3 separate regions of the Zea mays genome follow, and regions 1 and 2 are each linked to region 3. A link is a contact called in public Hi-C data. All regions are on one chromosome and are shown on one strand. The core of a region is the stretch at or near the end of the contact, and the rest is flanking DNA. Distances in the headings are between cores, read along the strand shown.

The links. Hi-C and Micro-C count contacts between places; a contact is called where the count stands out from the background.
Region 1: a contact with region 3 is called in a Hi-C map of ear, with 5 times the contacts expected there. The contact joins the promoter of LOC100382326 here to the promoter of LOC100193501 in region 3. A contact is called at or near these places in 8 of 25 Hi-C or Micro-C datasets (bundle sheath, ear, endosperm and 3 more).
Region 2: a contact with region 3 is called in a Hi-C map of tassel, with 2.7 times the contacts expected there. The contact joins the promoter of LOC100193022 here to the promoter of LOC100193501 in region 3. A contact is called at or near these places in 2 of 25 Hi-C or Micro-C datasets (ear and tassel).

What each region holds. Positions count from the first base shown.
Region 1 is chr2:157,889,565-157,894,417 of Zm-B73-REFERENCE-NAM-5.0, forward strand. LOC100382326 (putative DUF231 domain containing family protein) reads right to left here and starts at 2,963. Exons shown (of 4, transcript NM_001175075.1): 1 at 2,373-2,963; 2 at 1,872-2,243; 3 at 1,601-1,756. The coding sequence starts at 2,854.
Region 2 is chr2:157,964,717-157,969,845 of Zm-B73-REFERENCE-NAM-5.0, forward strand. It overlaps LOC100193022 (grx_S16-glutaredoxin subgroup II), which reads left to right and starts at 3,722. Exons shown (of 2, transcript NM_001138190.1): 1 at 3,722-4,132. The coding sequence starts at 3,767.
Region 3 is chr2:157,733,339-157,738,406 of Zm-B73-REFERENCE-NAM-5.0, forward strand. LOC100193501 reads right to left here and starts at 1,611. Exons shown (of 29, transcript NM_001358758.1): 1 at 1,411-1,611; 2 at 1,115-1,319; 3 at 294-382; 4 at 1-185. The coding sequence starts at 1,455. LOC103649013 (ankyrin repeat-containing protein At5g02620-like) reads right to left here and starts at 4,898. Exons shown (of 1, transcript XM_035965376.1): 1 at 3,604-4,898. The coding sequence starts at 4,492. The coding sequence ends at 4,148.

The sequences.
Region 1 (4,853 bases), core at 1,713-4,212, 160 kb after region 3:
AAAGACTCCATGGTCTTGTGTTCAACTTACGATGGCACATGCCAGCTACATAATACTACCTCCGTTCTCGAATATTTGTCGCCTGCTAGTTCATTTTTGAACTAAACGGCGACAAATAAAAAAGAACAGAGGGAATAGTTTTTACCAGGGTAAAAAGGAGCTCCATATTCATATCAGAAGCAGAATACAGATGAGATGACAAATGTTGAGCCTTGACCTTCACTCTACATAATACATACTGAAACAGAATTTTAGAAGGCGAGGGTTTTCTATCTGACAAGTTATCATATCAAGACTTTTTTAGGCACTGAAAAAAACAGCACCACTCACAATATCAGTGCGTGTCCCAGGAATCAGGACAAGTAGACATTCAAGTTCGATACAGTGGGGCTCCTTTTTCTTTCTAGACTAGAGGTTGTTTACAGGTCCAACCATAGCTTGTAGGTTTCTTGTGATGCAAAAAATGGCAAAGCAATCAGAATAGCCACAACAGTGACACCCCACCCCACCCCACATGAAAAAAGTTCCCCTTTTATTGTTGTGTTGTACCAGTTGTTTCTTCTCTCATTCTATTTTGGAGCTGGACCCTCATACAAGTTTGTTGGCATGTAGGACACTGCACCCACCATTCTAATTTTTTCCAGACTACCAGCCTACCCATGAGTATGGATTCTATTGTGATACTTTCAGCATGCTTTCCTTACTTTTGGCATGGGACTTCGTCACTTCGAATAGCAAGTGAATCACCACAATGCCAGAACACCAGATTCCAAACTTAAGTTTTTTCATTTGACTGTAATACTGATCCTTAAACCCAAGTCAGATACTGTTTACATGTAGTGTCACCAGCAATCCATACCTACTGACTGCAGACACTCCAGTGATACTCAAGGAGTCAATGTCTACTAGTTGAAACCTGAGGTCATATAATTAAAGTTGATGTGCTTGTAGGAATGTTGATTTGAAGGCACGTAAGTTTAGTCTATTGTTTTGTTCCTACTTCCTAGTGGGCTCCTGACTCTGAGCCAAGCAAACAGTTGATCCAATTGATCACACAGTTTGGTGGATTGGACAATGACGCTTTGCCCTGAAGAATATTTCTACTCTCCGTTTCTGATTGCATAATGCAAATACGATGAAATCATAGAAAATTAGAAATATCAATTCAAGATACTCTAGTGAGTAGCGAGTGAAGTCCGGAAAATCGAACTAAATTTGGATTTTGCATCCATGCAAAAAACGTTGACTACCAGACCCATAAGTTAGGTCGTCACTTTCCTTGTGGGTCATGATCTAACCTAAAAGCTGAGTTCCATGATTTCGTGGAGTGGACAATGACATTATGGCTTGCTGGCTACTACAGAATAAGAGGAAGGTTGCTTCTCAAGAATGCAATCTGGGACTAACAAACAACTTGAATCAAGCCTATGTATGGCGTCCAGTCCAATTGAACCGACAGTGGTCCACAAAGTTGAAGGTTGCATTGCAAATCACTCCTAAAAGAACTAATCAATCAAAGCCCGCAGCGAACCACCATTGCTTGGACAGTACCATATAGTGGGGGAGAAAAGGAAACATAAACGCAGCAGCTTTCGGTCACCTGATGTGAATTGGAGAAATCGTCATGAAGAAGACGGACGTGCGGGCAGGATCGATGTTGTTATTGAGCCAATCAGACCACGTCTTGAACACCCGACCATACGCCTCAATCCTGGGAACCTCGTCGTTCTCAGACCAATACCTCGAGTTCGGTCTCCTGCAAAAATCCGTCCAGCGATCTCAGAACACGATCCCATTACTTGATTGCAGAAAGCCACAAAGAAAGAAGCTGCGCATTCCCAACACAGAACCCAGATGTCGTAGTTGTTGACCTGACTTTGATGTCGGCGGTGTTCATCCACCAGATGTAGGTGTTGAAGATGAGGTAATCAACGTCCTTCCAGTTCCTGGCGTGCGCCTCGATCCTCTCGGGACTGATGATCCGTTCCTTGATGCTGTGGAAGTTGGGGTTGTCAGAGTTGGACTCGACGAGGAAGGGCGCCCAGTAGAACTCGAGCGTGGCCCGGTACTCCTTGGCGTAGAAGGTGTTGAGGGAGCCCCGCTTGACGATCTTCTTCCTGCCCTTGGACAGGATGGGCTGCACCAGGCACACCAGCGACTCCCACTGGTTGCGGTTCAGCGAGTCCCCCACGAACATGAGCCGCTTCCCGCGCATCGCCTCCATGAATCTCCGGGCGTCGAACCTACTTCCAATCAATCGATTGGGGCGGGGAGCAATACAATAAAGACGCAATCAGGCGAGGAAAACAGATGCAAGCTCGCAATGAGGTAATTGGCGGAGAGAATATCTGGAGAGGATCATAAGGCCATACGTGGGGAGGGAGCAGTCACTGGGCTGCCATCTCCAGTACTGCCACATATCGTCGGGGCGGCCGTTGGCGAGGCAGGTGACCTGCTTGGTGAGGAAGGTGCAGTCTTTCTCCCTGTACGCCGGGACGGAGGCGTTGTCGAAGACCCAGCGGCCACTGGAGAGGTCGCAGGTAGGCGGGGGCAACGCAAGGGGCGGCAGGCCGGAGACGTTGTAGAGATCGGCGTCCGGGTAGAGGTAGTCGTCGATGGAGAGCTCGGCGATGGTGCGGGCGTCCTCTCCGTACATGACGAGCGCGAGGAGGAAGAAGGCGCCGGCGAGCGTGGTGACCGGGGAGCGCCGCGCCGAGGCGAGGAGGGAGCGCCCGGAGGCGGCGAGCGGATCGAGGAGCCCCGCGGGGGCAGGGCGGGACGACGACTTGGGGGTCGAGGTGGTGGTGGTGGTGGGGAGCGAGGGGTCGGAGGTGGGCGGCGGTGGCTTGGGCATGGCTGCGGCCGGAGCCTGCTGCTGGGGAAGGGGAAGGACCGAAGGAGGCTGGATAGTGGCCGCGCGGCAGGTGGCAGCTGAAGCCAACCGAGGCGAGGCCAGCCCAGCCCGATCCTCCCGCGGCGACGAACGTGGAGTTGTGATTTTGTAGGCTTTGTTGATTGTTGTTGGGTCCGGCAGGCGGCAGCTGTCGGCGTCGGTTCGGCGTGTGAGTGGGTGGGTCGTCAAACTCGCTGCACATTTTACAAGATCAGCATGATCCTGGAGCATTTAACTACACCTCTCTCCAAATTAGTATTCGTTTTATCTTTTAGTTTTTTAATCTATATTCAAATAGATTTAAATAGATAATAATAAATCTAGACACCACCTTAAATACCTCTTTTTAAGGAAAAAATAACTATTTGCTAATATTTAAGGGTGAGTGGCAATTTTTTGCCATATTATGTGTCAGTGACACATAATTAAGAGGATCTCGTAAACAAATAGTTACTCTATCCTAAATTAAATTTTGTTTTAGCTTTTGAATCGATTTATTATAATAATTAATGTATATGTTTTATATAGGGTTTTTTTCCACATGATATGGCAAAAAAAATGCCACTCACCCCTAAATATTAGCAAATAGTTATTTTTTCCTTAAAAAAGTGGCATCACTCCTCTCATGTCACACGCCGATTTAAAGACAAATATAGATGTATCTCATATATGTGCCAGAATAAAATTTCACGCATATGATGACTCAGTGAATCTTCCAAGCTTTCCTTATAGGAGCTCTATTTATGTAATCTTGGTGATCTAGTCACCTTCTAAAAGGGAAATGTGCCCTTGGGCCATTTCTATAATGTTTTGGTGATTAAGTGTCTAACACATTGTGAGTAAGATATTATGTGCCAAACAAGCAAAAGGTGCAAATCATGTAACAAGGTACGTTTCTAGATTTAGTATATTGTTTTGAGTACTAACATATTTTGTCTAAGTGCTAGAAACAGAGAAAAAGAAAAGAAGAAAATGATTGCAAGTGACTTGACTGTGTACAACCGAAGTCCAGCTCAGTTTGGCACACTGGACTGTCCGGTGCGCCAGGATGGCCTCCGGTGAACAGGCCGCTCTCGGGAAAGTTTGGCGGCGTACGACTATAATTCACCGGACTGTCCGGTGAGCCAACGGCCGCCAGCGCAACGGTCGGCCGCGCAATCCGCGGGCGACACGTGGCCCGCGCCAACGGTCGACAGGGGGCACCGGACTGTCCGGTGTGCACCGGACAGTGTCTGGTGCGCCAACTGCCACGAATCTACAACGGTCGTCTGTGCCAAAATAGGAAGGAGATCGCACACCGGACATGAATAGTGGTTGTCCGGTGTTGCACCGGACTGTCCGGTGCGCCACCCGACAGAAGGCAAGGATAACCTTCCTTGTTGGCCTCCAACGGCTCCTAGCTGTCTTGGGGCTATAAAAGGGACCCCTAGGCGCATGGAGGAGACACCCAAGCATTCAAGAAACATTCTAAGCCTCCAAGACTCTAACTTCGCGCATTTGATTCTTTGAGATAGTGACTTGAGCTCCATTTGAGTTGTGAACTCCGTGGGTTGTGTTTTGAGCTCAAGTTGTGACTTGTGTGCATGATTGTGCTGTGATTTGAGTCTTGTGTGTGTTGCTCTCCCCTCCCTTACTTCCGTGCTTCTTTTGTGATCATCATTGTAAGGGCGAGAGGCTCCAAGTTGTGGAGATTCCTCGCAAACGGGAGAAAGTCAAAGAAAGGAAAAATCGTGGTATTCAAATTGATCATTGGATCACTTGAAAGGGGTTGAGTGCAACCCTTGTCCATTGGGACGCCACAACGTGGAAGTAGGCAAGTATTACTTGGTCGAACCACGGGATAAAAATCGTGTGTCTCTTGTGTGCTTTGCCTTTGATTATCTATGTTCAAAAGAACTCGCCTCAAGCTACTTAGCCGTTCTAACTTACATAACAAAGTTTTGTGGCTATTAGTGTTGAA
Region 2 (5,129 bases), core at 2,472-4,971, 230 kb after region 3:
TGCCATGCACGGCCCTGGTAGCTCTGGCACACTTGTCGGCCAGAGCGAAGAGCGTGGTGACAGTTTCCACGTCATGCGTGGCCAACTTCTCCAGCATCTTCTCATCACGTACCCCCTAGCGGAAAGCGGTGATGATGGAAGCATCAGAGATACGGGGTATAGTCCCTCGTACCTTAGTGAAGCGGGAGATGAAAGCCCGGAGAGTTTTCCCGGATTCCTGCCTCACTGCATGGAGGTGAGCCTCCACGCCATGATGTTGATAAGCGCTGGCGAAGTTCGCTGTGAACCGCGCGCAGAGCTCTTCCCAGGAGTAGATCGATCCCGGGGTGAGGTTCATGAGCCAGGTCCGGGCTGGCCCAGACAAGGCTACATGGAAGTATGTTGCCATTACAGCAGTGTCTCCACCTGCTGCCGTAATAGCGATGACGTATACCTGCAAGAATTCCGACGGATTTGACGTACCGTCGTACTTCTTCGGCAGGTATGGCCGGAACTTGGATGGCCAAGTCGCCGCGTAGAGATGATCCGCCAGTGCGGCGCAGCCCACGCCGGCCAACGAGACACCCGCCTGAATTCGGGCACCCCTTGGAGTTTGCGGCGCAACCGCGGAGAAGTCTAGGTCGAGGTTGTGACCCTCGACGTTCTGCCGGCGCTCACTCGCCCTCTCCAGAGAGACGCGGGCATCCTCGCCCGCACGCCTGCGGTTGAGTTCTACCCACAGGTCATCAGGCCTCTCCAGAGAGACTGGTGTGTCCTCTCCCGCACGCCTGCGGTTGAGCTCCGCCCGCAGGTCCTCAGTCGGTGCGGCCCTCACCGAGGGTGAGCGCACTGATGCCGACGCCTCATGTTGACGCCGTGATGACCGAGGCCTGGGCCTAGCTGAGCCATAATGCGCCATGCCGAGCAGACGGTCGACATCGTCATGCCACTGCTTCATGGCCCCCGGCGAGGCCGTGGAGCTAGGAGGGTGATGCAGCGATTCCCTGGCTACAGACAGCGCCCCAGGTGCAGCCCTTGACGCTCTGGATGTCTGCGTAGGAGTGTGCTGCCGCGCAGAGTGCACAACAGCAGCACCAGGCGCAGGGCGGTTGAAGGCCTGTGGCATGGAAGACGTAGCTTCTTCCTCCATCGGGAAGTCGTCGGGAATGAAGTCATGGTGCTCGACGATCTGGACCATGGTGTCGAGCAGGAAAACAGGCAAAAACCTAATGCCAAGACCCCCTACCTGGCGCGCCAAATGTCGGAGAGGAAAATCTCTGGCCGGGTGGCGGAACGCACCCGCCCTAAATCCTAAGATGAGGAGGGGGCCTAAGCGTTTTGCTTGCTGGGTGGATTCGGGATGAACACAAAGAACACACAAGGGTTTAGAGTGGTTTAGGCCGCTGGAGTGTAATACCCTACTCCACTGTCTGCGTGTATTGAGTCTGTGAGCTTCAGCATATGAATGAACTTGAGAGTCCCCTTTGTAACGTCGTGTGCCCTCCCTTTTATAGTTCAAGGGGGGCACGTACAAGGATGCTGAGCCCCGACATGTGGGCCCAGGAGCAAAACGGAGGGAATACATTATAGAAGTAACTAATGCGAGTATACCTGAGCAATCTCCTGGCGCCATGATGTCCGCAGTCCATGCAGTATTGATATGCGGACGACTGCTTCCTTGGTGACGTGCGAGTAATCACGAGTGTAGTGCACGCGGCAGTATGGGCGTACCGCCTGCCAATGGAATGGACAGGCACGCTGCCTGCGGAATAGACTGGTCGCCGCCTGCCAGCGGAATGGACATGTCTCATTAAATGCGGAGGCGACACATCGCCTGTTAGTGTAATGGACAGGGCTTAATAAATGTCGAGGCGGCACACCGCCTGCCAGTGGAATGGACAGGCGGTGCGCCTTATCCGTAATAAATGCAGAGGCCGCACAGCCCAGAGGCCTTATGTCAGGCTCCGTCCGTTGGCTTACGTCACGGGCACCATGCCACGTGGCAGCATCGGGGCTTCGCCTGAGCGGGGAGCAGAAGCGTATACAGTAAGGTCCGGACACATGTCGGCTCCGGACCCCCTGCCTGGCCTTGATTAAGGCCTAGGTATTCTCTGTCCCAGAATCCCGGGACCCTGCTGTGAGTGGCCCGGACCCCACACAGAGGGGTCCGGAACTCATCCCAGGGGTCCGGTTTGTGCTCGTGGAGGTCCTGGACCTTACCCGGAGGCCCGGTCTGTATATACAGGGGTCCGGTACTTTCCCATGGGGGTCTGAACTCACTGTTGATACCTTGGAGTATATCATCTTCTCTGGCCACGTGGCGGCCCCGGAGCCGTCCACGTGGTGGGGTCGAGTGCTGTTGCTGGCCCAAAGTAGTCGCCCGAGGCTGGGGCGAGCTATGGTCTGGTCCCATGCACAACTCCTTTACCACGCGACTAAAGATAGCCGCGTGGGTACTGCGTCTTCATACGGTAGTAAGGGGTACCCCTGTTTTAGGGTACTGAAAGTAACATTACACCAAAGCATATGAACAAACAACATAAAAATATTACTACACATCACTACGAGAGCGTAGGTTCGAGAATCGCTAAATTTTGAGCTGTGGTTGAAAAGATTTAGTTTTTGGAAGACCTATGTGATTAAACAATTAAAACTAGGTCTTATGTTGAATTTAGAAATCACGCGTGAAAGATATTCTAGAAAGGTAACTAAAAATATTAGCAAGATTAGTAGCCACTAAAAATATGATTTCTAGCCACTAAAAATATGATTTCTAGTGGTCGTTTTCTTAAGAAACCGCCACTAGAAATAGTACCAGCGTTTGATAACTGAAACCACCTGTAAAATTTAAATCCCACAATAGGCTTTGAGCTCTTTTTTTACTAGTGAGAGTTTATTGTCCCTCCATAAGTTAACCGGAGATCACCTAAGTCTCATAAAATGTGATGTTTAACAATCATGCTTGTGGTCTAGTGATGGCTGCGCGGGCGCTGGGGTCCATAGGGTAGTAGCCGAGAGTATGCTGAGTGTGGAGCCAATAGGGCATGACGTGAGGGGGGGGCAGTGTGTCAACGCGAGGTGAAGCCCTGATAGCACCAGATGCCCACTAGAGATGGCAATGGATACCCGAATATCTGACGAGTTTTTCCCGATATAAAGGCGGGTGCGTGATGATTTCTCTACCCACGGGTATGTTAATGGGCAAGAACCTCTATCCGTTGGATAGACGGGTATGAGTTGGTACTACCCATACCCGTCTACCCATGTGCAAAATATACCGCATCAATACCACTATAACCATCTAATAGAGCTCATCTTAGCTAAAATAAAACTCTTCTCTAACTATCATTTGTCTAGCTATTAAGTTATTTAATCATATGATAGTTAAACTTGTTTTTGTATGTTTATTTAATATTTTGAGTGATTAGTATATTGAAATTTAAGACTTTCTTAGCGGGTACGTATTACCCGACGAATAAAAATACCTGCGCGGGTATAAATATGAGTAAGATTTTATAACCGCGAGCATATATATATATATATATATATAGGTAATCCAATGGTTGTCATCTACTGCCCACCTTCGGTTCTTAGTAGTATAACAGAAGTTGAGATCGGACCACCAAGGCTGTTTTGGGAGGTTGGTCTAGCAGGCCACCAGGTCGGCCCGAGGCTTTGCCGGCAGGAACGGACCTCTTATCATAGGCCGTAACGAAGCCCACATCCTATCCGACGGGCAGAAGCAGAGCACCACCACCATACGCCGCCACCGCAAGCAGACGTCCCCATGGCCATGGCTTCCACCGCCACCGCTGCTGCTTCTCTCCGCCTCGCCTTCCCTCTCCTCTCCTCGCCGGCTTCCTCCTCCTCGTCCTCTAATACCCTTCGCTTCCCTCTCCGCCGCCGCAGCGCCGCCCGCCCCATCGCCGTCACCGCCTTCAAGAAGCTCTCCGAGGCGTCCCCCGTGCCCATCCCTCAGGAGCCCACCGAGCCCCTCCTGGTCGACGAGGACGCTCTGCCCCCAAAGGCCGGGGTCTACGGCGTCTACGACCCCGCCGGCGAGCTGCAGTTCGTCGGGATTTCGCGCAACGTCAGGGCCAGCATCGAGGGCCACCGCCGGAAGGTCCCCGCCAACCTCTGCGCCTCCGTCAAGGTACGGCATGGACTAATCATGTATATCATTACACTATCATTGCAAATTAGGCTCCCCATTTACAACAGTTTAGCCTCGCCTTGTAACTAAACCAGTGGGCTAGCTTTGGTATGTAGTATCAGGGATAGTTAATTTGGGCAAACTGAGACATGCTAATTTGAGTCGCATGGTTTAATTAGTCGTGTGTCCTCTCTCGCTCACTTTTGTTGGCGACCGAAAGGAAAAAGGAGGGCACCTTACCTTCTCCATCCTCCTCCGTCAATAATATTCTCATTGGGTGGCCATTGTATAAACATCTCTACCTTGCTTTCCCATTCTGTCCATACTTTGCTTTCTCATTCGATATACTCAGCTGATTCCTGAAACAAGATATGCTTATCTACTCCATTCTCCACCATCTGTGTATGTATTCTTGTTTCAGGCATCCATGAGCCTTCTTCTGGTTGACAGAACATGACGTTCAATAATATACGGGCCCTACTTGAATGCACTAGAGATAATAATTAGCTAATAAAATTAGCTGAAGACATCTAAACAGTCTAGCTAATAGTTCAGCTATTAGCTACTTTTAGTAAACTAGTTAATATTTAGCTAGTTATTTGTTAGTCGGCTAATCCCACTAGAAATTTTTTAGCCAACTAATTATTAGCTCCAGTGCATTCATACAGGCCCACAGTCTGCAAAACAATATATTGATACCTCGGTAACTGATTACCTTCGATTAGGACAGTAGGTATGATATTACACTGTTCACAATTCCCTTCTTTATAGCAGGTTTATGGACATTAAGTTCCTTATTGCTGCTATAGGAAGTTAGCAACTGCCATGTTTTAACTGACTATGTCTTCATATGATGTTTTTTAATGGCAAAGGATCTGCTGAAATAACATTAATTCAGGTCAAAGTTTTAGCTAGTGGTGGTTGTACCCCCTGCCCCCGTTCTAGTCAGTTTCTGTGAATTGAAGTTGTTATAGCAGCCCTTGTGAATATTGCCCTG
Region 3 (5,068 bases), core at 361-2,860:
CCAATAAGTACAAGCCACTTCTCCGCTGGGTCACATCGATAGTTGATGATCTGATTGTTTGCCAGATTAGCCGTCCTATCAAACATCTTGGTGGGCTCAGAATCACCTTCAATCGACCAGTGGTAAACTGATGTTTGTGTCACCAAACCCAACAGTTTGGGAGTGATCCATTTCCAGAATACGACCTGCAGTTGAAAAGTAAATATATGGAACATGTTACTTCAAGTACATCTCATTGACAGCTAGAAAAAAGAAGCCATATGCAAAATGTCATATTGGAAAGTGTTTTGTACCTGCTCCGGCATCTGGTGAGACTTGATCTTAGTCTTAGCCTCAATGTTAAATATTTGAAGGTGATCCTGTGTTGTTCCAGGTATTTGGGCTGCAAAAAATCAGCAGATGTTTACCATTGTTGCAATTATTCTCAAACTATATGTTAAGCAGTATATATAGCTACTCAATGTCTTAACCAGTCATTTGATTTGGGAATTGTTAGCATCAATATCCTGACTATAGTAGAGTACCCCAGCCAACAGCAATGCTGAGTTGCTGACAAGTAAGAACTTCATCTAACAAAATATATACTCAAATATAAATTAAGCAAGCAATGCCCAGCAACAAGCAGGTAGGAAGCCGTCGATCGAATGTGAGCAGCAACAGTGAAGACTAAAACAGAGTAAAATTACAATCCTAATGGTTCCATTCTATGCTAAACCGAACTGGATCTGGCTCATCGCAGTGACAACGACTACACGGATTACAAATGTATGGCAGGCTAGAATTATAGCGTCCCATGTTGCCAGAGCCTCGTTCATTCTACACGGCTTGCACACAGGATCAGACAAACAGAGAGGTATACATAAAGCCCTGCAGGCAGCTAATGCACAGATCTCAAGCAAAGGCTTGATGTCAGTCGCTAGTGCAGAATTCGGCTGCCATGGTAGGGAAGCAGAAGCTTAGATCGCTGCGGAATTCCTAGAGAGGCAACTGACTATTTAACAAGGACTTTGGCTAGGATGGGCATGATAAGGATGAGATTCCGCGCAGTGGAGAGAACCGAAAGGGCTAGATCTATAGGAGGTGCGGGCGGTAGGTAGAGGCAGCAAATCCGAACCTTTCAGGGCGAGGATCCTGGTGTTGGGGTTCATGAGGGCGGAGTCGGCGGTGATGGGCCGTCGGAGCGGCTGCATGGGCATGGCCATGTCGATGATGACGACACTGTTTTGCGGGGAGGTCTCGCGGACGCAGATGTACTTCTCCGACTCCATGGTGACGTGGGTGAAGGTGACGAACTGCGGCGCGATGCCCAGGCTGGTGAGCTGCGCGGAGAACGAGCAAGGAATGATCAGTGGGTGAGTGGATGGAGATATGTACTGCATGAGAGGGGAGAGAGGGTAGCGGAGGTATTACCGTGAGCGCCTCGCGCATGGCGATGGGAGCGTTGGCCGCCGCCATGGCGACGAACGGCGGTGCCGAGATCTCTCTCCGCTAGTCTGGAGCGGGAGGGGGGGAGGGAGGCACTCCACTCGGGGTCGGGGGAGAGGAGAGATCTGATCTGAGCACGGGACGCGACGCGACGGAACCAAACAGCACAACAGAGCACGGTGCCGGGGAAGGAGAGGAGAGGAGAGGAGACGCTGGGGAATTTGTTTATGGGCGTCCACGATTCAATCTGGGAAAGATGGTGTCCATTGAGTTTATTTTGAACTACTAGTTAGATGCCCGTGCGTTGCAACGGTATACAAAATATTCAACAAATTGTTAGTGCACAAAAAATAACACCACATATTTCAGTTGCACCAAAAAATGATACATTCCCCGCTTGCAAGGTTAGGGCCGCATTTTCTTCCTACTTTGCACCTCAGCGAACAACAAAAACCAAAGAACCATACAGTCCATAGACGCACTTGCACACTTGAAGAAATAGTTAACCATGGCATGGAACTCATCAGTTATCCTCTTGTCAAACCTTTAGGAAATGCAAGCATGTTAGTCTAGGAAGAAATGTAGCTTACGCCAGGTAAACCTGCTGATTTTTTGGGAAATAGTTAACCATGGCATGGAACTCATCCCCACGAACAGAGAGCATTCCCCAACATCTCCCACCAGCAACCACAACATCTTCTTCCCCATCTCTATGTCTCTCACGCTCAACAAGCCACGCTAAGAACTGGTGGCACCGACCACCAGTCGGCCCTCCCTCTCTGGCAAAAATCACGGCGAGCAGCGGCCCAATCCTACCTTCTTCATTGATCGACAGTTGAAAAGGGAGAGGGAGAAGTGTGCATATCACAGGAAGATTACCACACGACGACTGGAGACCAGTGGGCACGTGACCGAGGCGCAGCTGGAGCCTGGAGGAGAGCTGAAGAAGCCGTGTCCAAGAGGACCGAAGAAAATGACGCCTGTTGAGTAGAAAGGGACGACGACGTCGATGTTGCAGACGACGACGTTGCGGTTGGCAGGCGACCGCCAGGAGCAGTAGGGACAGTGGTGTGGCGACCATAATATGGGGAAGATGACGGCGCAACGAAGTAGCCGAAGAGTTCCTTGGACATGAGCGGGTGCTGGTGGGAGCACGGTGGGCACGGTGGATATGAGCATCGTGGGCAAGATCCACAATTTTTCTATTGCAGTACCGTCGACTTCAAGGGTGTAGGAGTCGAATCGGAGACAGCGACGGCAGGAGCAGGCTCGTCATGACGGCGCTTGAAGAGCCCAACGTCGCGGTCAAGGCAGCAGAGGGCGAGGAGGCCATCCTCGCGGTGGCGGCGCGAGGGGCTGAAGTCGACACACTGCTTGTAGGCGCCGCGCCTCATCGGACTGCCTGCGTGGGACGTGCAGCATGCCGGAGATGCGAGGTGGAGCTACGACGGGTGGCGTGTGGCCGACGTCCAGCTTGACGAAGACGACGCGGTCGAGCTTTGGGCGCGCGGCGGCGCGAGGACGCGCATCACAGGGAGGTGGTGGCCCTGTAGGTCAAGGGCGAGGGCCTTGAAGATGAGCAGGGCGATGTTGCGAGGGTCGAGGGCGATAACGCGGTCGCGCCGGGATGGGCGGGTGTGGCGTTGCGACGCGAGAATCGCGCTGGGATGGGCGGGTGTGGCGGGTGACGCTTGACGCGGATGGGGGCGAGGGCGCGCTAGTTTAGGGACGGGCCGACGTGGTCGCGGGGGTGGGGGCATTGAGTGTGGACGCTGACACTACTGTCTTAATAGAATAGTATAGATGTATGTTTATGAACTGAGAGTATGTTTATAATTTTATACGAAGTTGTACTCTACCTCGTCATATAAATAGAGGTACACTGTAATATACAGGGACACTTTTCCTTCTAAAGGAAACCTGGTTGCTAGTCTCCAAAGTTGCGACTCTCTTACCTTAATCGAGAAAGAATAATAAAGGGATCATAACATTTAAGATTTTCCTTGAACATTTGTATATTATGTCTCAAAGGTTATTAATTAAGGTATCATTCCTCCTTCAATCTATCTTAAATAGATTGAAGAAATAAAGGTCTGTCATCTTTAAATGTGTTTCCCTATTTTAGTCTCATTTAAGAATCAAAGCAGGTCACCAACACACGCTAACAAACACATACTCTATATCGTTATTCGCAGATACACATTTCACTCCGGTGGTCGACAAGTTACACAAATTTAGTCTCGGAAATGGCCGATCAGTGACAGTTTTCATCTTGTCAACACATATATTCCCTGCGTCACAGACCACAAGCCCAAGTCCCAACTCCCAAGGGAAAAAACTGCCCACAAGAATTCAACAAATCACTCTCTCCGATGAGATCCTCGTGTACAAGATCATCATATCTACTGCACGACACAATGCATTTTGTACCGGACACTTTATTCTATTCTAAATTTCTAGCTGAATTATCTCCATCACCATTGATGGTTTCAGGCGCTAAGAACCACACAGTTGAGCAGACTCTCACTCCCCAGGAACAGGCACACCGGTCAAGTGACCTGAACTTGGTTCCGCAGGAAGGGCCTTCAGTCCTTTGGTTGAAGAAGACTGATGTGGTGCCGCAGCCTCTGCATCCCGAGCCGAATGCCATGGAGCAGCCTGTGGCGAAACAAAAGCACTGGTATGTACAAAAGAATCCGTCATGTTACACTTGCTATCCATCCTACAGCGCGTACATCTTCGTCTTGTACTCGCTGTTAAGTATCTCCTTGTCCGAGTCGACTGATCGGGACCACGAGCCGCGGGACTGGCTCGCGGAGGCCCTCCTGATCTTCCTGGTGTTCTTCTCCTCCAACCTGTGCGCGACGATGCAGTAGCACATGGAGCCGAGGGTGGTGAGCATGATCGCGGCGCCGATGCCCATGGTGCACCAGGCCAGCCACCAGTCGTCGTGCCCCACCACCACGTAGGTCAGCGCGATGAAGGCCACCGAGATGAAGAGGCACACCAGCCACATGAGCTTGTTCATCACGAACACCATCCGCTTCTTCGCCCTCCGCTCCACCATGATCAGCGAGGTCTGCACCACGACCACCGCGAGCGAGATGAAGAGGGCCAGCGCGTGGACATCCAGCGGCGGTAGTGTGCAATCAGGGTCAGGGCAAGTGCGTGGGCGACACGCTCCATGCCATCTAGGGGAGCTCTCGCGGCGGGGGCATCGCACGATGTGGGGCGGACGAGGGCGGGGGCACGGGGTTCGAGAGTGGGATTTGGAGATCTCGACGGAGGGTGTCTAGGGTTCACGAGCGGGATTCGGAGGGCAGATAGGAGGGAAACCGAGGGAGGATGACGGAGCGGGGTGGGGTGGGGGGAGGGAGGATGACACCGCACGTTGGGGTGGGGCGCGGGAGGCGGCCATTGCAGAGGTGGGCGGTGGGATTTTGGTAGTCGAGCGGAGCGCGCGGGATGAGGACGGGCGGGGTGGGGGCGGGGGCAGGGTGTGGACGCTGACACTAGACTCTTAATAGAGTAGTATAGACTAGCTTAGCCGTACCATACTTCGCTACGGTTTTTATATATCATCTAAATAATTATTTAGATATTTATTTAATTATTTTTATTATTTATTTCTAAACACTAAAAC